Regions from separate parts of the Mus musculus genome. Here region 1 is linked to region 2. Evidence: chromatin contacts called from public HiChIP or PLAC-seq data. All regions are on one chromosome and are shown on one strand. Each heading gives the region's core, a stretch centred on a gene start, on an enhancer-like site or on the middle of the called end of the contact. The rest is flanking DNA. Distances are from core to core; before and after follow the strand shown.

Region 1 (7,109 bases), core at 4,024-6,523, 260 kb before region 2:
AGAATAATGTCAACACTTTAATATTTGATGTGAGTAGCATTAGACCTTTTATGTTTAAATATTATAAAAGTATCCTGTAACAAATGTGGGTGGTAGCAACTTAATATTTAGAAGCTTTGGGCTACTTTTCCAAACTCTTTTGTACACTACATATACATCTACTAACAGACTCACAAATTTGAAAGCCTGAAGGAAATTAAGTTAAATACATCTAATAAGGCAGGTTTTCTCTCTGCTTCACAGAAAAAGAAACGTCATTGATTTTTCTTTATTTATTTTGCACAGGCCTAGAGAAATATTTCAGTGTGGTTATCTAACAAATGTGAAGAAGAGATCTGTATACACTTACAATTTTTACTAACAACAATGCTTTTATAAAAGCAGGATCTTATGACATCAAGTATAAGTTCATGAAGAAAATGATTAAATCATATAAATTCTTAATGGGGAGCCAATGGCATGACTGGGGGCGGGGGGGAGAGTATTGCCAGGCAGCCCTAATAACCTGAGTCCAACCCCTAGAACCTACACTAGGCCCCATAAATTCACTGGCTAGATGCTTGCAAACACACAATGGACAAGAAAAGTTTGCACATAATTTCATTCAGCTACATTTTTAAAATTGGCAGCAGATAGGCTCAAAGAGTATTCCAGTATTCAAATATTCATTTTAAGTAAATGGTATTTTATTTTCCCTTTAGGTAATAGACTGAGAAAGTGAATTAACATTTTAATTTGTGAGTCCACCTTTCCATTGTGAAAGACATGACCCATGAACAAGTGAAATTTATTTTTTATTACAACTAATGAAAAATATAAATAAGGATAGATGTTTTAAATACTTCTTTTTTCAATTAAATATCTACTTTTCTTCCTTCTTAAATGTCCATTATTATGATGATAATATATACATTATGATAAAAGAGTGGCTGATATATTTCATTTATTAACAAGAGGTATGCATTTTAATGAAAACTATGCATGAAATATTTTGCATAGGAAACATTTTTAGAGTAATATAGTACCAGCCTAAATACAACATAAGAGAAAAATGTAAAATAATATGGTGTGCATGTGTATACACGTGTGGCATCAAATTTAAATCCTGAAAAACAATGTATTGCTGCTAACATAATTATAATCTGTAGGGACAGCCTTAATTTTTATCCTACATTTCTGTGTGTCTTGTTTTCTACACATACATATTATGACTGCAAGCACAAAAAAGATTTAGAAAGCAAATATCTCATCAACTTTACATTTACAATAATTAGCAATTTAGTTATAACTAAACAATTTCCAAAAACAGGACTAGAGAAATGGCTTAGCAGTTAATATTAAGAGTATTTTGTGTTTTTGTACAGAGGACCTAGGTTTGATTCCCAGTACCCACACTGGGCTTACAGCCACCATAACCTTAGACAGCCACACAGTACACATTCATACAGATAAAAATAAACAAATCTAAAGAAATTTTAAAGTTTTCATGAAAAGACTAAAATTATTTATAAAAAACTATTAAACTTCAATATTTACATCATTAAGTAATAATAACCTAAAACCAATTTTAAAATATCACCCAGCATACTTTTTTCTACAAATTTTCTCTATTATTTCATGGTAATATTATCTTAAGTTTCAAATATATAACACTTGAATTCACATGATAAATATGCTTCAATTTTGAAATTTACAGAGTGAAAAACAGGAGAGTAAATCTAACCATCCAACGTCTTACAACAACTAATAAACAAACAGAGCCAACCTGATTTGTCCTCCGTGTCGTCAAAGTCAACGTTGAAGGAATGGCCACTATTGCTGATGATTTTAGCTGAGGCAGGATCATACTTGATACTGAGAGGTCGGAGTGAGGAGTCGTATTTCACTTCTTTGGTTTTAATCTCAATTGGAGACTGCTGATCACCATCAGCAATAGGGAACAATTCATTCCAGTGAATGGGACCTGAAATTGAGAAGACCAAAAGGAGAGGACTAAGTAAGTTCTTCATTCAGCAAATTAAAACTGGTAGCAGCAGGCTGGGGACTCCACTTCATGGATAAAGGAAGTGCAGCACAAATGTGAAGGTGAGAGTTTGGATCCTCATTATCCATAGGAATGCCAGGTGGGTGTGGCAGCTCACTTGAAGTCCAGCATTTAGGAGGAGACTTAAGGAGTTCCACATTAGCTGGCTAGTTACACTAAGTCTGACTCTCTGAACTCCAGGCTCAGAGAGAAACAATTAAGAAGGTGATAGAGAACAGAGGGGAAGACAACCAAGGTCCATCTGGCTTCTGCACACAATAAAACATCCATACCCACAGCCACATCATCCACATCATGGGGAAAAATTAAAAATTAGTAAAAGTATGATCCTCAGGACTCTGCTCCTATTTTAACCATGACTAGTGTTTTGTGGTTATGGAAAGCACTGTGTTTGCTTTAAATTGTTATCAGAATTAAAGATGTACATTATAGGTGAAAGAATAATTACATTTCATACAGTGCTTCTCAAAGTTACCTACCTACCAAACAAGAACAGAAGTACAATTCATTGTTGCAAACAAAGAAATTCCATCTCAAAACCAAGAATGTTCCTTGGCTGCTCCAGAGGCCAAGAAGTTTAAGCAGAGGAAGAGCAGACACTGCCTGCTATTTCTGCTAGTAGTTATAGCACTGACGGATAGCCTCTAATGCCCCTCTGCTCAGCTCAGCTAACCTGAGGTACCTGTTATATGCAACTCATCTACCCAACACACACACACACACAAATCTTACACAGAGAATAATTCAAACAAAATGGCTATGCCCTGTCAAAAAATATAACATTGTTGCTCACATTGGTTTCTGGAAAAAAGCCACACCATGAACAAATGACAATATACCCTGCTTCAAAGGTATCCTGTGAATCAGATACTATGGGTCATGGCGATTTTGCATTTAAAATCCTCAGAAGACACTGTAGGATTATGAGATTATTTCTCGTCTTGCTGTGTGTATCTTTCTGCTTACAATTTTGTCTTCTTATTTAATATAGAAAATCTTTCTGTCATGACCACCACATACGAGTTATTCTACGTAATGAGCACCAGATTTCAAACATGCAATGCAGGAGTCACAACATGCAAACATTTTTGCAACAGATAAGGGGCTGCTTTCTCTTCCTAAGCCCTTCCGTCATCAATCCCTAACCCTTCTCAACCAGGCCTGTTCTTAGAGAAGTCAAATCTACCCAAAATAAAGCCACTGGGATGGATAGCCAGTTTTATCTATTCACTTGCAATATCGGGCCTCTTAAATAGACCCACCTTTGTATGTTTCCTACCACACTGGACTTTAAATTCACTTAACCATGGTTCTTAAGTGAAAGGTACATGCCTCAGTGGCTTGAGGAATTTTTGAATATCCATAGTGTTATATGATGTTTGGTGATGTCACACGGCCTAAACCTATAAAATGATCAGAGGTTAGCGGAAGAAGAAACAAACTGCTTAGGAACAGGCACCCTGTCCTGTCCAGAGCTCCAATTCCCATTCCATTTTATCACTGCCAGGCTCAGCTTAAGTTCTTTCCAGCTGTTCAGTCACTGTATTTTCAATGACTGAACAAGAAAAAGAAAAAGAAAAAAATGCTTGGTCAGTTCCCAGTACATCCCAACCGAATTCTTCCAACATAATCTCATAATCTAACTTCAAGGTGTGGTCCTCTGAAAACCACTGTTTCTGCGAGAAGAATGGTTCTGCAACTCCTAGCTAGAATGTAAACTGGGGACTGGGGAGAAGGTCCAGCAGTTAGAACACTTGATACTCTTGCCGAGCACCTGGGTTCGATTTCCCGGCCCACATGGAGGCTAAAACCAGCAGCAGTCCTTGTTGATCTAATGCCCTCTTCTAACTTCCACAACATACAAGTCAAAAATTCATAAACATATTTTTTTAAAAAAAGAATAAATCTTTTTTAAGATTTAAAAAATGAACAAGATGTAAAACAACTCCTCATTATAATGCCCTTTCTAAGTTGAAATTTTAAATTTTCTGGAGAATTTTATTGAAACCAATACTTATTCGGGTACCTATTCGGGTACAATCAGTACCTACTGGCTAACACAACCTTCTCCCTAACCACAGAGAGGGTACCACTACTGGCACCTAATAACTGCCAAATAACAACAAACAAAATGATTTCAGAGACAAAACTGAAATGTGTAAAGATTGTCTTTCAAACACACAAATTAGAAGGTAATGAAACATAAGATTGCTATTTTGGCTTAAGAAATTCATCTAAATTATAAATGTCATTCATAAAAATCTAAACTTCATCTGATGTCATTTTAAAAATAACATTAATGTCATCACGACCTCAAATAAGCTGCAATAAGAAACGAGTTTTTTTTTTCCATCCAAGAAAAGAGGATGACCACAAGTTCTGCCCAGACTAAGCTACAGAGTAAGATTCGTCTCAAAACACAAAAAGGGGGAAAATAAAATAAAAGAAGGGAAAACTTTCCGTAAACTTTCATTAAATGTACTATAGAATATTATCCAATAACGTATATGCTAATTTAAGTTTTTGATATTATTATCCACAAACTCCATTTTGAAGACTATCAGTGCTTTCCCAGTTTTTCTTTGCAATTCTTTTGAGTAATTAATTGAAGCAATCAGTTCAAACGATGAACAAGAAGAATGTCTTATCCCTAATACACTTAGGCGATGAAGAAAAGTTGCCATGCTTATCAATAAATATATTTAACACCATATTATAATTTCTATAATCGTTTGCTAAACCTTGGTCTCTGAAAGGATGGGTACGGTAGGAAAGTAAGACTGAAGAACAAGCCCCAAGTTAACTTCAAGTCAGTATGCAAATTACAAGTTACCAAGATTGCTTCAACAGCGCCTGGAAGGCGTCCCGTGACTTAGTGATCTGGGAGCTCTCGCGGCTCAGTTGTCCTTGTTTCCTTACAAATGTGTCATCTGACTTCTGACCTCTTAAGCTTTCTCGGGACAGCAGTGAGCTTTTCCAGTGAAGTTGAATGAATGCCGCCGTCCACTCTGGAGAGAGCCGGCGGGGACCAGGCCCTGACCCCCAACCCCCCCACGGGGCTCAGAGCTCCCTCAAGCCCCCATCAGCCCCCTCTGGAAGCCCGCGCTCACCGTTGTGCTCGCCGTACCCCCAGCTCAGCCTCGCCATGGTCCTCGATGGAGAGCCTGTGGCAGGGACACTGTGGACCTGTGGCAGGGCGCCCGCGCCAAGGAGCTGGGCGGGCCTGGGTGGAGGGCGGGGCCGCCCGCACCCCGAACCCGGGAACCCGAAACCCGAGGGCACGGTCGTCACCCGCAGGGGGCGCCCGAGTGGGGAAAGGGATCTGTGCTCAGCAGCCAGAAAGGTTTCCAATGGGGATTTCCTGCCTTCTGAGAAGTCCACCCCAGAAAAAGCCCTTCTGGAAATGACTCACCCAGGCAGGAGCTGCTGCTGGAGTTGGAGATCTTGTCTGGGAAATGCAGGGGACCTTGATGGAGGTGGCAGTGGTGATTACACATGCACATACATCAATGCCGATAGCTGTAATAACCACCACTTAAAATAAGAACTACTAGTTAGGAAGTGCTCACCTCCCCGGGCCAGCCCTCCCTTCCCCGACAGCTCCAGCCTTTCCATCTGCATAACTCACTTCTCTGATTCCTTTTTGCTTACTCCAGCATCTTGCAGACTTGGCCCTGCATAGAAGAAGCCAAACTTACTGGATTCTTGGTTCTTAACTCTTACTGCCATTCTGACTGTGCAAGAAGGAAGGAGTTGAGAAGAGAAGTGTGTGCGCTCCTACAGAACAGTAGAAACTCACCTTCGAAGACTGTTCTAGATATATGCCCAGGAGAGGTATTGCTGGATCCTCCGGTAGTACTATATCCAGTTTTCTGAGGAACCGCCAGACTGATTTCCAGAGTGGTTGTACAAGCCTGCAATCCCACCAACAATGGAGGAGTGTTCCTCTTTCTCCACATCCACGCCAGCATCTGCTGTCACCTGAATTTTTGATCTTAGCCATTCTGACTGGTGTGAGGTGGAATCTCAGGGTTGTTTTGATTTGCATTTCCCTGATGATTAAGGATGTTGAACATTTTTTCAGGTGCTTCTCTGCCATTCGGTATTCCTCAGGTGAGAATTCTTTGTTCAGTTCTGAGCCCCATTTTTTAATGGGGTTATTTGATTTTCTGAAGTCCACCTTCTTGAGTTCTTTATATATGTTGGATATTAGTCCCCTATCTGATTTAGGATAGGTAAAGATCCTTTCCCAATCTGTTGGTGGTCTTTTTGTCTTATTGACGGTGTCTTTTGCCTTGCAGAAACTTTGGAGTTTCATTAGGTCCCATTTGTCAATTCTCGATCTTACAGAGCAAGCCATTGCTGTTCTGTTCAGGAATTTTTCCCCTGTACCCATATCTTCAAGGCTTTTCCCCACTTTCTCCTCTATAAGTTTCAGTGTCTCTGGTTTTATGTGAAGTTCCTTGATCCATTTAGATTTGACCTTAGTACAAGGAGATAAGTATGGATCGATTCGCATTCTTCTACATGATAACAACCAGTTGTGCCAGCACCAATTGTTGAAAATGCTGTCTTTCTTCCACTGGATGGTTTTAGCTCCCTTGTCGAAGATCAAGTGACCATAGGTGTGTGGGTTCATTTCTGGGTCTTCAATTCTATTCCAGAAGATGCCCCAACTGGTAAGAAGGACACATGCTCCACTATGTTCATAGCAGCCTTATTTATAATAGCCAGAAGCTGGAAGGAACCCAGATGCCCCTCAACAGAGGAATGGATACAGAAAATGTGGTACATCTACACAATGGAGTACTACTCAGCTATTAAAAAGAATGAATTTATGAAATTCCTAGCCAAATGGATGGACCTGGAGGGCATCATCCTGAGTGAGGTAACACATTCACAAAGGAACTCACACAATATGTACTCACTGATAAGTGGATATTAGCCCAAAACCTAAGATACCCAAGATATAAGATACAATTTCCTAAACACATGAAACTCAAGAAAAATGAAGACTGAAGTGTGAACACTATGCCCCTCCTTAGAAGTGGGAACAAAACACCCT
Region 2 (7,097 bases), core at 58-2,557:
TCCCTCTTTGATGGGCAAGGAAGATCCTAATGAATTCCTGAACAAGCATTTACATTTATCAGTCATCCAGATCTTGGATTAGTCAATTCTGGGTCTAACCTTGGGTCGGGTAGCTGGGATGGACACTTTTTGATGCAGCATAGCCCAGGGTAGAGCTGTGTTCTAGCCACTCCTGAGGGTTCCTCTGAACCCCACGTCCTCATTCCTCTCCAGCGCAGACACAGACCCTTCTCCTATCACCCCATCTTTCTCTAGTAACCTTCATTATCTTGCCCAGCCCATCCAGGCCCCAAGGTAAGGAGCAGAGGGGAGAAGGGGAAGGGCTGGGCCTTGATGCTCCCCAAGACGGAAGGGACAAGGCTGTACATCGATTCTCTGCAAGGGCTGTAGGCATGGGCTGTTGAAGCTGATTTATCATCTGATCAATAAAGCAATTTAGAACTGAACTCTTTCCTCATCTGTCTGTGGGGGTCCTAGGGACCCAGGGAGCCAGGGCTGGATTTGGCAAGGCCTAGTTGAAATGAACCAAAGGCAATCACTCTGGAGTTTTCTAAGGTCTGTTTACTTTGTGGTATTGGTTCTAAGGAAACCAAATGATCAAAGGCCACCACCTTCCCCTATTTGCCCTCCACCCCATCTCAGGATGCGGGGATTTTGTGGACTTGGCTTTTGAAAGGCTCAGTTATGTCCTGACAATGTACTCAGCACTTCAGCTTTTGCAAAGCCCCTTGTAAAGAGAAATTCAGCTAGAGGACTTTTTGTATCAACTCCAGAGATCTCACTTCTTGGAAGTGTGTGTGTGTGTGTGTGTGTGTGTGTGTGTGTGTGTGTGTGTGTGTGTGTGTGTATGGTGGGGAGAGGCAGCTAGCCATCTGCTTTTCTGCTAGGGCCTCACAACCAGCTGTACGGAAGAGCAGGCTTGGAAAATAGGCTTGTCTGAAGGGTTGTAGTGTTGTTCATCTTAGGTACACCTACTGTACCCAGAGCTATGCTGTGTCAATCCATGAAAATGCGCCCTCACTGAGTTTTTCAAAACAGTGAGTGGAATTTAACCAATAGGTTTTATGCTTTTATTAGCCAGAGGATCAGGCCAGCAATGCTCCAACATTGGACCTACAACACCTGCCCAACAGCTGGAGATCAAAGAGTGTTAGCCCTAAGTGGCCCTGACAATTCTCAAACATGGCTCAAGACCTACAGGAAATTCTCAGGGAGGTTTGTGCGCAGAGGACAATGGTTTATTCCATAAACACAAATGGATCCTCCTACCTGGACGGGACACACAGAATACCATGATCCAAAGGTGGAGACAGGCTGCCCTCTGCTGGCTGCGGAGGCCCAGCACAGTACCATCAGGCCAGCCCTAGTACTCTGTCTCACTTTTCCCCATTGACCTTCTCACAATCACGCAGTGCAGAAGGGACTTCACACATCATTTATTTATACACAGTGAAGCTCGGGTACCAGCAGATGGCCGTAATTGCGTAGGGCGTGGGGAGCCACAGAGATTTGCAGGCGTCGAGTTTGCTCTGTACGGATCGACACCAGGTGGCGCTGTGGGGTCAAGGCCAAAGGCAGCCACTCCGTTTTTCTTTTTCTTTTTTAAATTTCATGTTATTTTTGTTAGCTACTCCCGTTCTGCTGTGGGTGTTGATGACCCAGTGCTTCCGCGAGCACATCTAATGTCCCCGGAAAGAGGTGTGCTCTAACACTGACCTGTGGCATACCAAAGCACAAGAATGACCCAAAGGAGAGAAACTGACAGAGTCCCCCTTTTTTTCCATTTAAGGGCGACCTGGACATGGTCCAGGATGCCCGTAGGGGAAAGAATGGCATAAAGGACTCCCAGTTGCATGAGTGTCCTGGCCGTTTAGGTGTGGTGGAAGAAAGCTGCCTGTTCTGATGGAAGTCGTGGCTCCATCAGTCTTCCTTCAAGACCACAAGTCTGGGTCATCTAAAAGGGTGGCTTCCATGGGACATCAGTCTTCAGAGATGAGGGAGAATGTGTTTGGAGATTAAGGCAGGAAGAACGTGAGTTCAAAGCCAATCTTGCTACAGAATAACCTTGCTACAAAAATGTGTGTGTGTGTGTGTGTGTGTGTGTGTGTGTTGCTATTAGATGTTTAAGTAATCCCCAAATCAAGAGTACATACTTTGTGAAGCTACAGTCCCCAACATCCTTAGGCCCTGGTAAGGGTGGGGGTAGTTTGAGAAATAGAACACAGACCCTTGGGAACCAGTCATTGGATGGTTCTAACTCCCTTCCTCCAGTCCCTGGTCCTGCCTTCAAACACACACACACACACACACACACACACACACACACACACACACACACACACCTGTTACTAAAACCATTGCAGGGTGTGGAGGGATGCTTTTAAAATAGATCCCAGATCCACCCTATAGATTCTGATCAGGTCGGGATGGGACATGGGAAACTATTTGAAAAGTGCTTGCCTGAGATGATGCTCATACTGGAGCCCTTGGAGTCTATGCCAGCTTTGCCAGCCTTGCCAGTTGGTCTTACAGCAAGGGAGCCCTTCCCTCTGCAGCTCACTTGCCTTAGGACTAATGGTTACAGGAACTTCTGGAGCTGTTTGTAACCAGTTGTTATGAGTAGAGAGGACTTATTTGAACTTTCTGTTTCTGTTCTCCAGAGTCCATGAGAACAGGTTTAGACTTCTCTCACCTAACATCTTGCAAAGCTTTGAAAACAGCTGTCCTCCAGTCTGACTGGGCTCGCTCCTCTTTAACCCCATCCCCACAGAGATACTTGAAGCCTTGAGGGTCCTTTTTATTAGTTGAAGAAGAAAGAGGAGTTTTCAGTGTAGCTCCTGGAAGAGCACTTAGCAGGCATGTGTGAGGCCTTGGATTCAATCCTCAGAAAAACTGCATTGAGGGGCACACCTAGGCACTTGAGGTACTTGGACATGTCAAGGCAGAACCATTCTAGGAAAGATCTATAGACTTCCTAGGGCTAGACTACCCTAATAGTGTCTCCTTCTTTTGGTTAGTTTGGAAACATAAATTTGTCATTTCTGGTTTATTCTGTATCACTGATAATTCAAAGACCATTGACCTTTTGAGACTGAATCATCTTATTTATGAACCACTAAACCAAAGCCAGGAACCAGGGAACAATTTGGGACACAGTTCAAGGTCAAATGGCAGAATAGGATCTGCATAGAACCTCCTGAACCAGGACATATCCCTATAATGTAGTACTGTCTATAGAGAAGCTGGCTTGCATTGAGAGGTAGAAGGGAGAGCAGAGAGCTAGGACTATAGTGACTGTCAATATTTATGAAGCCTAATTTGGATGCTGTCTTATCTAGTGCATGTGAAAGCCCTTGTAGTTGAGGGTGATACCCTATATTATAGAAGAGGAAAGTGAGAGTCAGTGCATTTTTAAATGACTTACACAAAGTCTCTGGCAAGTGGTGAAGCCAAGATTGGAAGCAGCTGTGTAGCTTTGGGTCCTCCTCCTCCCCTTTGTGTGTCAGGGCCTTGTTTGTGAAGTGAAATGTTGGCCTAAATTAGTCCTGGGGAAATACTTCCGAGGCTCTGATGTGCATATATATCTCCTGGGGAATCTTGTAAAACACACGATCTAGTTCAATAGCTTTGGGTGGAGCCTGAGCCAAGATATCTCTCACAAGCTCCCAGGAGAAGGTGGTGCTGATGTTGCAGATCCAGAGACCATACCAGAGCAGCCAGGCTTAAGAGGACCCACCCAGCTCTGATGTTCTTTGTTTATGAGCTTAGGAAGACTTGCCTCAAAGGCCTAGAAAATTCAGGAAGTAGATTATCCTGACTGAAGATCTTAGTGGGCACTTCCAAGTCTGGACAAGCCTTTGTGCCCAGTCTGAAGTGTCTGCTCCTGACCCTTCTATACTGCCACTCTGTTGACCTTGGACTGACATCTCCAGAGTTTTCAAGGGCATGCCTGCTTACATGCCTCACATAGTCATGGGAATACACTTGCACATGTGCACACACACAACTCTTTAAGAGCTGTTTTATGAATCTTTATGTCCCCTTTTGCCTTCCAATGAGGATGGAGACAAGTACAAGATGGAACTTGTATTCACTGTGTCACAGTGAGCAAAGCCCTTCTTGGTGTACTGAATGGGGCTTGTGGAAGCAGTACTGTAGCCTTTGCTTGGGTAAACAGTTTCATTAGAGACAGTTCACTAGTGTAGCATGCATAGCCCATTTTGGTGAATATATGCATACCTTGATAGCCGTGTCCTTAGCTAAACAGTGTTCAGTCTTAAGAAACATGTTTCTGTGAGTGAATTTAATGGACTATCAGAAAACTAATGTTCTCTTCATGGTGTCTCTTCAAGAGGGGTCACCTTGCTGAGGTGGAGAGACTGTGTTCCTGAACCTATGAATGTCATCTCTCCTGCTTTGCCAATCCCATGAAGAGAACTCAGATTCTGTTACCCTGGAGCTTAGCCAGAGCCTGACTCAAGGAGCCCTCCATGACGCTGCAAAACTAGCTCTGACTTTCTCTCCTGAGATACTCCAGCCATGTGTTCATCTCTTCTTGACCTTGTTCCCAGGCTGGACACCTCATAGTCACCTTCTCTACCTGATCATGGAATCTGGAAACTTGCTTATCCCGAAAGTAACAGGACCATTCAGAATTCTTGTCATGAAAGACCTGAAAATCTGAGGCAGGAAGAAGTGTGCTTACCTTCTCACCTATAAAGACTCAGTGTGGACTCCTCTTCCCTGCCATTCTCTCTCCTTTCCCTGTCCCTAGTGGCTACTTTTTGAACCCTCCTGTGAAGGTCAGCTCTCCAGAAAGACAGAAAGCCGTCATCAAGTACAGAGAATCACAGAGCAGGAAGGAAACCTATAGCTCCTTCTCTTAGTCCCATAGTACCAGTGACGGTATTCCTTTCTACTATTCTGGATACAAACACATAAAAAGCAAAGGCAAATGTTTGGTAGGACCCAGGACCAGCTAAATTGATTGCCTGCCATAGGCCTGGGGACCAGGAAGGTAGAGAAAAGATATCATCCTTTTTTGAATATTTTTAAGGCACATGCCATAAGACAGTACGCCCATCAGTGTTGGAGCACAGATGATAATGATGATGATCTCATTCAGACAGTAATAAAGCCAAAACTTTTCTGTCAAAAAAGTGGACCACAGATAGAAACTGAGAATTTAAAGACACTAAATATTTCTAATGTAATAATAGGGGAAAAATCAGAGAACTATGAGGTCCAAATTAGAACAAGAAATTCCATGTAATAATAATATATAGGATGAGAATGGAAAAAGAAATGGAAGTTATTTAAGCTGACGGCATAACTATAATACTATTATAAGGAAATGTGTCATATAAGAGTTCTTAGCTCCTTAACTACTTAAAAGTGTTGATTCCTTTGTAATAAATATACCTATTTATGGAATTCTGTTATATTAAAAAATACATTTTAACATTTCCATGCCCTTTACTTTTGTTTTGGAAGCCTTTGAGATCAGAAGTCAAGTGGGCACTACATTGTTTTGTGCTGTGCAATAGATGAAAAATTTGTGTTTGAGAGAATATTTATTTTAAAAATAAAAAATTTCATTTACAACATTTTATTTTATGAAGTAAATATTTAGTAGGCTATTTTTACTCAGCCAAAATGTCTTTGTCTTGTTTGTCAGATGGTGAAACATTAAATAGCAATTGCAAGTAACATGTTATTGTTTTAAAATTATCAGAATGTTGATAAAGGTAAGCTTGAAGCCAGTACACCAGCAATCCACTGAAGAGAAAGATAACTTGATAGATATTTTCGATTTTAGGAGACTGAATCAATGGTGTCAAAATGAGAAATGAAGACAGAGCTAAAGTTCCAAATATAAATGGCAGGCATACCTGAAAGTAAAAAGAAACTTAAGATTAGTGGTGATTTTGTTTTCTGTTTTTAACAGCCATACAACATTACAAATATTCAAGAAGCAAAGGGCAAGGATGGATACAGTCTCAGTACTACCTTGTAGTACTGATATTTACTTTGCAACTGGCAAGTTGTGAAACCACAGAATTAAATCCAGCTATTTTTGCTAAGTTTCGATGGATTCTTCCACTATTTACAGGGTTTCCAACTTACTCATTGAAATCAATGCGTTTGCATGAAGAAGAGTGAAGCACATACAGAAATACATCATTTACATTAGCCAATACTGAACTAATAAACATCAGCTCAATAGTTGCTGACTTTTCTGACTTGAGGAATAAAGACACTCAGCTATGTCATAACCGAGTATTCATTCATAATACAATTTTAAATCAGAGTATCATTATAAAAAAACCTTATGAATTAAAAAACCCTGGATTCATAAATAAGTGTGTTGTTATCTTTATTATTCATACCTGAAATATTAATTAAATGATTCTAATGTTTTGCCTACTGTCTTTTGTTTAGATAAAGTAAGTTCCTTTCATGGAAACTTATTTTTACTGTCCCAGTTTCAAATCTTTGACTACTTAATAAATCCACCACTCAAATTCCAGTAAGAGTACTTAGTGCATATAATAATGGTTGCCAAGAGGCCTGGGATTCTAGTTTACTGATCACAACATTTTCACATAATGCAGTATCTAAAAATGGGTCATTTTTACCACATTCATTTCATGGTTAATGCATAAAGCAAAGACTATGGGACGTCATAGAATATTTGGCTTTCATTACACATGGATAAAATAAGTGAACACAGCAACTGAATAAATAAAAAGGAAATGAGGAAGATTAAGGAAAATATATAAAAGAATAAAATTAGTTCAGAAGTATTTTGTTGATGTGAAAGCAACAATCACAAGGAACAAGGAAAGAATTTGTTCTGGAGAGTCACACATATTTTTGATGTTGAGATCAGAAAATAAAATAAGCCTATATGCCCACTTTCTCCTTCCCTATTAAATATAATACTTGAAGTCCTAGCCAGAGCAATTCGACAACAAAAGGAGATCAAGGGGATACAAATTGGAAAGAAGGAATTCAAAATACCACTATTTGCAGATGATATGCTAGTATATATAAATGATCTTAAAAATTCCAACAGAGAACTGCTAAACCTGATA

What was found. HiChIP or PLAC-seq counts read pairs in DNA pulled down with a chosen protein or histone mark.
Region 1: an H3K27ac HiChIP or PLAC-seq map of large pre-B cells shows a contact between it and region 2, with 3 times the contacts expected there. The contact joins the promoter of Car13 here to the enhancer-like site in region 2. A contact is called at or near these places in 9 of 39 promoter capture datasets (the 3T3-L1 cell line, the C10 cell line, embryonic stem cells and 4 more), 4 of 15 datasets of contacts at CTCF or cohesin (the G1E-ER4 cell line, embryonic stem cells, large pre-B cells and 1 more), 16 of 484 Hi-C or Micro-C datasets (the AML12 cell line, B cells, the C2C12 cell line and 5 more), 10 of 115 datasets of contacts at active chromatin or transcription factors (the NIH/3T3 cell line, bone marrow-derived dendritic cells, embryonic stem cells and 2 more) and 2 of 9 other capture datasets (embryonic stem cells and liver).

What each region holds. Positions count from the first base shown.
Region 1 is chr3:14,639,891-14,646,999 of GRCm38.p6, reverse strand. It overlaps Car13 (carbonic anhydrase 13), which reads right to left and starts at 5,273. Exons shown (of 7, transcript NM_024495.5): 1 at 5,155-5,273; 2 at 1,766-1,963. The coding sequence starts at 5,191.
Region 2 is chr3:14,376,136-14,383,232 of GRCm38.p6, reverse strand. No RefSeq gene overlaps it. Among named protein-coding and RNA genes, the nearest start is that of Slc7a12, 100 kb to the left of the region's middle. Within about 2 kb of position 1,307, at least 32 of the 459 cell types and tissues checked have an H3K27ac peak or open chromatin away from gene starts, as enhancers often do. A contact at or near this core is called in pro-B cells, where this site is marked.